Regions from separate parts of the Mus musculus genome. Here all the other regions are linked to region 1. The links are chromatin contacts, called in public HiChIP or PLAC-seq and promoter capture Hi-C maps. All regions are on one chromosome and are shown on one strand. Each heading gives the region's core, a stretch centred on a gene start, on an enhancer-like site or on the middle of the called end of the contact. The rest is flanking DNA. Distances are from core to core; before and after follow the strand shown.

Region 1 (3,335 bases), core at 553-3,052:
TCTCTGTGGGTGTTGTCTGCTCTCTGCTTCCTCTGCTATGACCGCCCCACCCCCTATCTGTCCTGCTTTCTCCATCTCCTCAGCCTTTCTTCCTGGGGATGGCTTCCAGAGCTCCCTCCCTCTCAGTCAGGTTCAGATGTGTTTCTTCCTGTCTTGTGGGTACTTTGAACTACATGTTTATTCCAATGTGTTCAAACCCTCTATTCTGGCCGGGCGGTGGTGGCACCCGCCTTTAATCCCAGCACTTGGGAGGTAGAGGCAGGTGGATTTCTGAGTTCGAGGCCAGCCTGGTCTACAAAGTGAGTTCCAGGACAGCCAGGGCTACACAGAGAAACCCTGTCTTGAAAACACCACACAAAAACAAAACAAAACAAAACAAAACAAAACAAAACAACCTCTGTCCTGGCTGTCTTCCGTTCTTCAGTTCTGTGTAGTCAAACAGGAAATCGATCTAACTCTGAAATCCAAGGAGTGTGCTGTAGGAGACCCGGGCTGGGAGACACTCCAGGGCCGCAGTCTGAGCCCCGCTCTAGAGTTCAGGATGACTTTGGCCAAATTAGTGAAACTCCCTGAGGCTAATGCCTCTCATATAGTAGAAACAGCTATGGCTGTCTAAAATGTACTGCACTGTGGACTGGAGGCATGCATGGTTCAGCGATAAGGCTCATTGGCTGCTCTTCCAGAGGACCTGGGCTCAGTTCTCAGCATCCACTTGGTGGCTCACAATCGTCTGTACTCCAATTCCAGGGACTATGATTCCCTCTTCTCAGTTCTTCAGGTACCAGGCACACATGTGGTGCACAAAACAAACCATATACATAAAAACAAATTAAACAAATTAAATACCATACCAATTTTTGCAATCAAAGATTTCTTTTTTTGTTGTTTTTGCTTTTGTTTTTTTCGAGACAGGGTTTCTCTGTATAGCCCTGGCTGTCCTGGAACTCACTTTGTAGACCAGGCTGGCCTCGAACTCAGAAATCTGCCTGCCTCTGCCTCTCGAGTGCTGGGATTAAAGGCGTGTGCCACTATGCCCGGCTTCAAAGATTTCTATATACTGTCTTACAATTCTATATGATACTTCTGTTTCAGGGAAGAATGTAAACAATGCTTGAGAAGACCAGAGAGTCATAACTGTCTTAATGTTAGCCACAAATACCATTTTAGTGCTTCTCAAGTTGCATCTCACAAGGTTACTAAGATTCCCCACCACCACCCATTTCCTTCACTCTCTTGGAAAGTGAGGTGGCTCCAGAGATGCCTTGGATGGGGTATAACCTGATATGGCAAAACCAGGAGCCACTAGGGTTTCCTGAGGCATTTGGTGTCTGCCCTTTCCCTCTAACGTGATTTTTCATGAGATTTCTAGAAAACTGCAGACTACAGTTAGTTGTTAGCGGCTGCGTGGAAATTCCTGTTAGTCTGTTGACAAAAGACATCACGCAGATTCTTGGGTGAGCGCTCCTCTCTGTCTTATGCTCGCAAGATTTCCTCGTCTTTCTGTTCTGTCTCAGAATCCGCAACCATGGGATTCGAACTCTAGAACACCTACTTTCCTGACTGCTTCATGGGCTGCACTCTCTCCTTGTTCTTCTATCTAGCCATAAAGTAGACCAAATTGTGTCTAGAGGCGTAGGCAGCGCTGGAGGGGCGGGGCTTGCTTTTCTCCCCGCTCTCTGCAGAGGTAAGGCTCCGATTGGCTGTCGAGCGAGACGGGGCCCGCGGATTGGCTGCGCGACAGCCGCCGGCTGACGTGGCGGGGCTGAGACCTGCGGGCCTGCGCGGCGGGTGCGGAAACGCCCGGGGCAGCAAGCAGGCGCGGGTAATGCACCATGCCGCTGGAACTGGAGCTGTGTCCCGGGCGCTGGGTGGGTGGAAAGCACCCGTGCTTCATCATCGCGGAGATCGGCCAGAACCACCAAGGAGACATAGATGTGGCCAAGCGCATGATCCGCACTGCCAAGGTGAGGGGCGGGGCCCGTGGAGGAGTAAGTAGCGGAGGAGCCCAGGAAGGTTGACGGAGGAGTTTGCAGGGAACCCGGGCGGGGGGCAGGCTAACGGAGGGGCCCGGGAGAATTCACGGAGGGGCTTGGGAGAGCGCGGCCGCGATTGCCTTCTGGTCCTGTGCTCCGCGTCTCTCTTGCCTCGGCTCCCCAACTCCGTCTAACAGCTGCTCTTGCTCGCCCTCCCAACCGATCTTCTTTCTGTTTAGATCAGCTCCTACCCTTGCCTGGCCTGCTCCGTGGCTTCCTACCTAACCAGAATCTTAGGGACCCAGCCCCTTCCTGCTTGTCATATGCCACCCCAGAGATCCTCCCGTGTGATATTTGTCTACAGTCCTTGGAAGTTGGTGTGGTTTTTCTCAGTCCCAGTGTTTGGATTACTAACCGGTAAAAAGTGCAGATCGGGTTAGGGACTAAGCTGCCTGATTTGAAAACCCGGCTTCATGGAGCTGGGATGAGCATCCGTGAAGGGAAGGAGTGAAAAGCACAATAATTAGTCCAGGGCTCCTTGGGTGACCACTAACTACAGCTGCTGAGATGCTTGTGACTACACGCCCACCCACTTCTCTTAGTAAGTTTCCACACGTTCAGTCCGAACGACAGGGATGGCTTCTCCAGCTACAGCCCGCAGCCCTAGGTCTCACGGTGTTTTGCTTCTAGTCCTTTTAAAACAGGGACTTACTCTAACCTGGGCTAGACTGGGAGTCATCATGTATCCCAGGCTATCCCTCAGATATTTTGCTTCAGGCTTCCAAGTACTGGGATTACAGGTGCTAGCCTTCACTCAGGACTTGTCATACTTTCTTTTAATCCTTTCTTTGTTTTGAATGAATCTTTGAAGAGAAACCGTCCTGTTCGTCATTGTGACCCTAACCCTCAGCTTTCATAAAGTCTACCCTGTGATTTCTTTTTTCTTTTTTCTTTTTTTGGTTTGTTATCTTTTTAATTGATTGTTATTATTGTTTTTGGAGACAAGAGTCTCACTCTGTAATGTAGATTGGCTTGGAATTTACTCTGTAGACTAGGCTAGGCTCTCAAGCTTGGACCCGTTTTCCTGTCATAGTCTCCCAAGTGTCGAGAGTGTAGGCATGGGTCATTACATTCAGCAGTTCCTGGGGCTGGAAAGATGGCTCAGTGGTTAAGAGCATTGGCTTCTTTTCCAAAGGACCTGAGTTCAGTTCCCAGCACCCACATGGCTGCTCACAGCTATTTCTAACCCCATCGAGTGTCAAGATAGCACTCCACTCTCTACATGGACTCTCTCAAATTCAGTTTTATCTTACCTTTCCTTAGAACTAATTAATTGGTCTTGTGATCACAGTACTGTTGAAG
Region 2 (3,335 bases), core at 241-2,740, 190 kb after region 1:
GCCGGGATTAAAGGCGTGCGCCACCACGCCCGGCTACCTGAGATGCTTCCTAAGGTGTGAAGCAAATATCAGTCATCCCCTGTGGCCCAAGGAGGGGAAAAAAGTGTGTCCCTGTCAGAACACTGGGGCACCAGCTCTGCTGTGAACAAGCAGATATGGCGTCTGAGGGTGGAAACTTGAAGGACGGGAGAAGAAGACTCTGAACAGAGGTGTGTAGGCAGGAGACGAGGGTCCAGGGCCTTCAGCTCTGTCTGTCTGTCTGTCTGTGTTCATGGCTTCGGGTCCCATCTCTGGGCCCTGCCTCTGCTCACCTGTGCTCTCTGTGAAGTTGCCCAAGCTGAGGATGTCGTTGAGCTCTTGGTAGTGATTCTGTTTGATGTATGTGGTCTTCTCTGGTGTGTCTTGTAGCTGCATGGTGACTTCTTCCAAGTCTTTGTCCAGCTGGAAGACAAGATTCCATCTGAGACCAAGTTCCTGGTCCCAGCCCCTGGGATTCGACCCCTGCATCTCCCCCAACCCCTTTTGGTGTTTCCAGACAGGGTTTCTCTGTGTAGTCGTGGCTGTCCTGGAACTCACTCTGTAGATCAGGCTGGCCTCAGACTCAGAGATCTGCCTGCCTCTGCCTTCCGGATGCTGGGATTAAAGGTGTTAGCCATCACTACCCGTCATGGCCTCTGCATCCAGAGGACTTTGTTGCACTCATTCAAGCAGGAGCTGAGATGAGATGGACCAGAGGTTGGCAGTCACATGATTTGTCTGGGCTTGAGTCTTGAGTAGGTCCAAGGAAGACCAAGAGGCAAGGAAGGAGCAGGGATAAGCAGAGAGGCCAGCTGAGGCCAAGGGAAGACAGGCTATACTTCCTGGCTCCGTACAGGGCGTGTGAGTCTCAGCCTCTATCTGTGGCACAAGGACATGACAGTACCCGCCTCATAGGATGTATGAAGGCTCAGTGAGATGATGCATGGGGCGTTTATCCCGGTGCCTGACATAAGGAGGGGACCAGCTGCTAGAGGACTATCAGAATTATCATTACAGCTTCTCAGCAGACCCATCCAGGAGACTCCCAGGCAGAGCTTTGCATCCCTGAGCCCTATACAGTTTCCAGCCAGCTGGGTTACCTGGGGAAGCCGAGCAGGATGAGACTCAGTTATGCTTAGGTTACAGAAGAATTAGAGCAAAACCAGGGAAGTGTGTGTGGGTGATGGACAGCGGACATTGGGATGGCTAGTGGGTATCCAGTTATAGAACAACAAGGGAGTTTTATTAACTGTGAGTCACTCTTCTGAGGTCGGGGCAAAGCTGCTGCCTACTAAGTTTCTACATGAATGAAAAAACAAACCACTACTCTTATTTGTGCTATGCAGTGGCAGGGCTGGGAGCCGAGGATTGGTCCAATGGAACGTCGATTAAGGCTCAATTCTAGGGCAAGCAAAGCCACACTGGGCCTCTCAGCAGTGGGCGATTATGCTGCTGGAAGGAAGTGGAGGGCTTAGTCCGGTGCTGTGTCATTGCTTGCTATAGATGTCTGATGAACTAGCAGTGGGCTCAGAGCGGCAAAACTGATGGTTTCTTTGCCACAGAGGCTGGTGGAGGAAGCCCCATCTTAAACTGTTTCAGGGGTGTGAAACGAGTGTGTCGGCTCTCGGTGTGGCAGGGTTGGTTCTATGACCCCACTGAGGTTGCTGGATCTAGCAAAGGAAAATGCAGGAGTCCTGTGGAGTTTAACCCTCAGAGAGCAAAAGCCCTCTTTGTGGTTTAGGTACTGCCTGCACTCGGTAAGCAGGGTTCTGAAGGGATCTCTAACAAGCCCAAGCCTGCAAGCATGTTAGGTCTTCTCCTCTCTCCTTCCGCCTCTTGTTAAACCACTGGATTACATCCCTAAAGCTAGCCATCAAGGTTGATTCCCTTATTTGGGCACTTTCTTTGCCTGACTAAAACACTAAGGTCCAGTTATCAAAACACCAAAGTCCAGAAATTAAAATTCGTTACTTGTCTATGCTGATTAAAATGTTCAATTAGAATTTACCAACTCATCCCAGCACAGACTTCCCCTTTTCTTCTTGAAAACCACTCCTGCAGAGACACCTGCTGCTGTCTTTGCCAGATCCAGAGGCAGCCCCTAGCTCGGCCCTCTGGGGTGATAATCTCCTTTGTGCTGGGTGTGTTCTGTGCTGACTCCGAGGCCCCTTCATATACACCCTGAAAACACGATTGCTAGTTTATATGAAATTAAGAAATACCTGGTCACCTCATATCCAATCTAGCTACCAGCTTCTGCCCCCTGCAAAGGGTCTGGCAAGAGGCTACATTTCCCAGTCTCCTCTGTGCTCTGAGGCTAAATGAGCTCATGAAAATTTTGGCAGCACAGAGAATCAGAGCCAAACTGTATGCAAAGTGTGTGTGTGTGTGTGTGTGTGTGTGTGTGTGTGAGAGAGAGAGAGAGAGAGAGAGAGAGCGAGAGAGAGAATGTGTATGAACATGTGTGTGTGAGCATGCTTGTGTGTGTGTGTGTGTGTGTATGTGTGTATGTGTGTGTGTGAGCATGCTTGTATATGTGTGTATGTGTGTGTGTTTGTGTGTGTGTGTGTCACTTGCTTAAGAGGTGATTTCTTATGTGGGCTCTCTGTGTCTCTTCTCTCTGAGATTGAGGCCATGTTTTCATCCTCCTGAGCCTGGGGAATAGCAGGAAGCAGAAGAGAAGCCCCACCCCACAAATGACCCCGCCCAGCCGTGACTGCAGTCCTCATGGCTACTAGGGAAGGGAGAAGTAAACGCACTTTCATTTTTCAGATAGTAGCCCAGGCTGGCCTCATGGCTCTCCTTTTCCAGCCCCTCTTTTGGGGCTATCTGCTTTTGAGACCTCTTTGTTGCTGTTGCTTGGCCAGCACCCTAACTTGACTCAGCCCAGGTGTAGGTTCAGTCAGAACCCTAGGACGTGAGAGTGAGACCTCATCTGGGGTATGGCTTAGACATGAAGTGTCCTGGCTATGCCCTCTCTGGACTATTCAAGAAGCAATTCAGAACTGGGGGACAGGTTCACCACAGCACAGCCACTCTGGGGAAGCTTATCTTTGTACTCTCTTACCATGCTGAGCATTGGGGGGGTGGGTATGGGGGTCCTCCTTGCAGATACTCCCAAGTTTTGTCTCTTTTTGAACACATTGGGGACTGTTGGACTCTGTCTAGGCCAATTGGCGCTAAGTTTGGGTCGGATGTGCTAAGCTCCCTGTTGCCATGACCCGGGCTGTTCTAGAGGACTATGGAGCAGGGATTGTTTGGAGACCAGGTAGAGGGAAGGGACAGGAGGATCGGAGGTCTCCAGCTGTGGACGTACC
Region 3 (3,335 bases), core at 420-2,919, 140 kb after region 1:
AGGAGGGAGGGGTAGAAGATTGTAAATTCAAGGTCACTCTCGGCTCCAGCATGTTAGAGGTCTGGGATACACGAGACTCTGTCTCATCGGGGAAACCAACCGAATCCTTACTCTTTACCTCTGGAGCCTGAGGAGGGAGGGGAGCCTCGTGAGACTCAGTAGGTAAACAAAGGTAACTCATCTGGAGAACAGAAACCTGGAAGATTCTGGAACGCCCCTCCCCCAGCAGTATAAACCTGAGTCAGCCTGGGTGGGGGTGGGGCGAGACTGACCAACCCAGCTACGGAGGGAAGAGACATACAGGCTGCCGAGCTGCCTGTGATGAGCAGGGAGCTCCAGGCAGGGCTTCTGTGCAGCTTTTAGGACTCTGCATCTGTATTGGGCATTATTTTTGGTGACACAGTTGCTGTTTTGAGTCACCCCTCACCCTTTTAAGTACCCTCCCCCCACCCATTAGTAACCCCAATAAAAGTTCACTGGTTTAGCCAAGTTGGACGTTGGTGTAATCATTATTTTGGTCTATCACGGGTGCCCTTTCTGGAGTGAATGGATTGTGTGTGTGTGTGGTGTGTGCTACATCGCCCCAGGAAGAGTCTGTCACACAACACACCCTGCTAAGGACTGAATGTGTGTTACCATAACCCCAGGCTGAAGCTCTAGTCCCCCGAGTTAGCATTAGGAGCATCAGGAGGCAGGGCCTTGGGTAATTCAGATGAAGGTGCAGCCCCATGATAGGATTAGTGTCCTCAGAAGAAGGGAAAGATGAGAGCTCTCTTGGCCACCGGAGAGGACACAGCACCGCTGTCTTCCAGCCTGGAGGAGATCTTTCCTAGAATCCTGCTCTGCAGCGTGTGCACCTTGGACTCCTCAGCTCCCTCCTAACTATAAAAACTACCGTAAGTGTGTTCTTCTTCACACACACACACACACACACACACACACACACACACACCCTTGCAGGCAGGGAGGAGACAGAGATTGCTTGGTCTCAGGCTTGGACAACGCTCACCTGGAAGGCTGGGGTCAGAGATCGAGGGCTGTTCCCCGCTTTGAGGCTCTCCACCCTGAGGCGAGTCTTCCACGAGTGGCCCGTGGGCTGCCGCTTGGGCCTGCTTGTTGCCACGGATGTTGTGCATGGTGTTTCTGAAAGGACAAGTGAGGAGTGTGAGGCCAGCAGTCTCTGCCTTCCTGCTGCCTGCAGAGCTCTGGCCTCAGCAGCATGCTTCCAGTCATTCCAATCGCTCTCCTCAGCATCCTGTATGATGCATCCCCGCCTCCCCAGCCCTGGCCCAAGCTCCTCGCCCTTCTTACAAAGCCCCATCTACACTGCACTTCCCTACCCTTTTATTCCTGGTGAATTTATCACATACATGCAGTGATTTCCTTTTAGATTCATTTTATTTTATGAGTGTTTTGCCTGCATGTATATCTGTGAACCATGTGCACTCCTGCTGTCTGCGGTGGTCAGAAGAGGGCATCGGATCCCTTAGAACTGGATTACAGATGGTTGTGAGCCACTGTGCGGATGCTGGGACTAGAATGGGTGAGGGCCCTCTACAAGAGTAAGTGCTCTTAACCACTGAACCGTTTATTTCCCCAGCCTCCTACCGTGTATCATGACCATATCCTCCCTAACTTCCCCCACCCACTTCCCCAACCGCCTCAACCAATGCCCTTCCCACAGAGTCCAATTACTGTTGCCTGCTTGAGCAAGGACAACCTACCATTGGTCACAACCCTGAAGAACAATGGTTCTCCCTTCCCCGGTAGCCACTAGTTGGCAATAGTGCGCTGAGCCTCACGAACCCCTCCCCCATTGGTGCAGGAATTAATGACTGGCTGGATCTCGTACAGGTTTTGTGCAGGTAACCACCGTTCCTGCCATGGCCACTTATATAAGCTCGGTTCCCATAATCCCAACCTTGCTGCTGAAGTATGTGCCCCACGCCTGTCACTCTGCTCACGGGTAAACTTAGAACAGCAGTACAGCGCCTGTAATAAGAAATTGCTTCATGTTTGTTGAATGGCCTTGCGGACCTAACTTTCCCAAACCCTCTGGCCTCCTAACTAGCATGCCCAAAGGCCATCAGTGGCTCCCAGCTCTCCTGAGGCATGTTGTAAACACTTCCTGGCAGCTTTCTACCTTTGCTCTCTCCTTAGACCCGGAGCCACGATGCCTGACTTGTGGCTACCGAGGGGCTTAACTACACGGGTGCCTAGGCAGCTGGTTGAAGCTGAGGCCCCAGTCCAGAGTCCAGACTTAACCTTTGTGTGGTTTACAGAAAGGAACCAGGTAGCACCAAAGGCTGTCCTGAGAGTCCAGACTACAACCAATTCATGGCCCAGCAGAAGAAGAGATAGCCCAGGTGCTTATGCTCCTGAGCAGAGATGAGAGCACAGCAATTGAGAAATCAGCAGCAAGGGAGAGAGAAAGACCTCCCTATATGAGCTGTTGGAAACTGCAGGCTGTGTAAGGAGAATCTGCCCGTGCACCACAACAAGAAACACTCGACTAGGAGGCACGCCTGTACAAGGAGGGCAGCCATGGCTTGTGGCACACAGGAGATGGCTTCTGTGAGCCAGCCTCAGGCAGGCGTGCTTCCCAATGGAGTTTTGTAGGAGGGGTTTGGAAGGCAGGAAAACTTAGCCATTGGTCTTTGACATTTCCTGAAATCTGTTTCAATGTAGATACAAGATGTGGAGGAATCCAGGGCCTGGTTTAAATGTGTGTTGCATGTTCCTCTTTGCGATCCCACAATGATCTTACAACTAAAATCATTTGCCATGCAGAAAAAGGCTAACCTCAGCCCCAGTCCCAGCCCTGTATGTGTGTGTGTAGGGCACAGGTAGACACTGGCTGTTTTCTTCATTCACTATCCACATTTGTTATTTTCTAGACAGGGCCTCTCTAGGAATCCAGAACTCGCTGCTCAGCTAGACTGGCTGGCCAGTTGTGCTCCAGCAATAGACGGGACCTGAGGTCACTTACCTCTGAGCATCTCTCGAGGCCTTCCTATGAATTTTTCTTATTCTTGAGACGGAGTCCCATGTGTCTCAGATCACATCTCATGCTTCACAGATTTACTGTGACAGAGGATGACTCTGGACTTCCGACCCGTCTGCTGTGTGGCAGGCACCAGGGATCAACGCAGAGTGCCGGTGATTCTGAGAGGCAAGGACTCTACCAACTGAGCTATAGCCCCAGTCCTACACTTCTCCTGATCCAATGTCACTGCACTCACTATCACGGAGTAGCCATGAACGTTTTCTGCCTTACATGAAGGATAGGAAAAAAAACTGAAATAAATTTGATATGTTGACTCTTTTTCTGAGAG

The links. Promoter capture Hi-C pulls out the DNA fragments that hold promoters and counts their contacts. HiChIP or PLAC-seq counts read pairs in DNA pulled down with a chosen protein or histone mark.
Region 2: a contact with region 1 is called in a promoter capture Hi-C map of the HPC-7 cell line, with 2.9 times the contacts expected there. The contact joins the enhancer-like site here to the promoter of Nans in region 1. A contact is called at or near these places in 9 of 39 promoter capture datasets (the C10 cell line, the HPC-7 cell line, embryonic stem cells and 4 more), 8 of 484 Hi-C or Micro-C datasets (B cells, the G1E-ER4 cell line, bone marrow-derived DN3 thymocytes and 4 more), 7 of 115 datasets of contacts at active chromatin or transcription factors (embryonic stem cells, fetal liver and stem cell-derived neural progenitor cells) and 4 of 9 other capture datasets (adipose tissue, embryonic stem cells, liver and 1 more).
Region 3: an H3K4me3 HiChIP or PLAC-seq map of bone marrow-derived macrophages shows a contact between it and region 1, with 2.2 times the contacts expected there. The contact joins the enhancer-like site here to the promoter of Nans in region 1. A contact is called at or near these places in 1 of 39 promoter capture datasets (pre-B cells), 1 of 484 Hi-C or Micro-C datasets (uterus), 4 of 115 datasets of contacts at active chromatin or transcription factors (bone marrow-derived macrophages, embryonic stem cells and pancreatic cancer cells) and 4 of 9 other capture datasets (adipose tissue, liver, macrophages and 1 more).

The regions. Positions count from the first base shown.
Region 1 is chr4:46,487,527-46,490,861 of GRCm38.p6, forward strand. Nans (N-acetylneuraminic acid synthase (sialic acid synthase)) reads left to right here and starts at 1,803. Exons shown (of 6, transcript NM_053179.3): 1 at 1,803-1,964. The coding sequence starts at 1,833.
Region 2 is chr4:46,674,136-46,677,470 of GRCm38.p6, forward strand. Gabbr2 (gamma-aminobutyric acid (GABA) B receptor, 2) reads right to left here. Exons shown (of 19, transcript NM_001081141.2): 16 at 3,335; 17 at 312-441. Among named protein-coding and RNA genes, the nearest start is that of Tbc1d2, 26 kb to the left of the region's middle. Within about 2 kb of position 1,491, at least 18 of the 459 cell types and tissues checked have an H3K27ac peak or open chromatin away from gene starts, as enhancers often do. A contact at or near this core is called in the G1E-ER4 cell line and the HPC-7 cell line, where this site is marked.
Region 3 is chr4:46,628,867-46,632,201 of GRCm38.p6, forward strand. Tbc1d2 (TBC1 domain family, member 2) reads right to left here. Exons shown (of 13, transcript NM_198664.3): 4 at 1,010-1,143. Among named protein-coding and RNA genes, the nearest start is that of Gm42281, 9.3 kb to the left of the region's middle. Within about 2 kb of position 1,670, at least 74 of the 459 cell types and tissues checked have an H3K27ac peak or open chromatin away from gene starts, as enhancers often do. A contact at or near this core is called in adipose tissue, bone marrow-derived macrophages and embryonic stem cells, where this site is marked.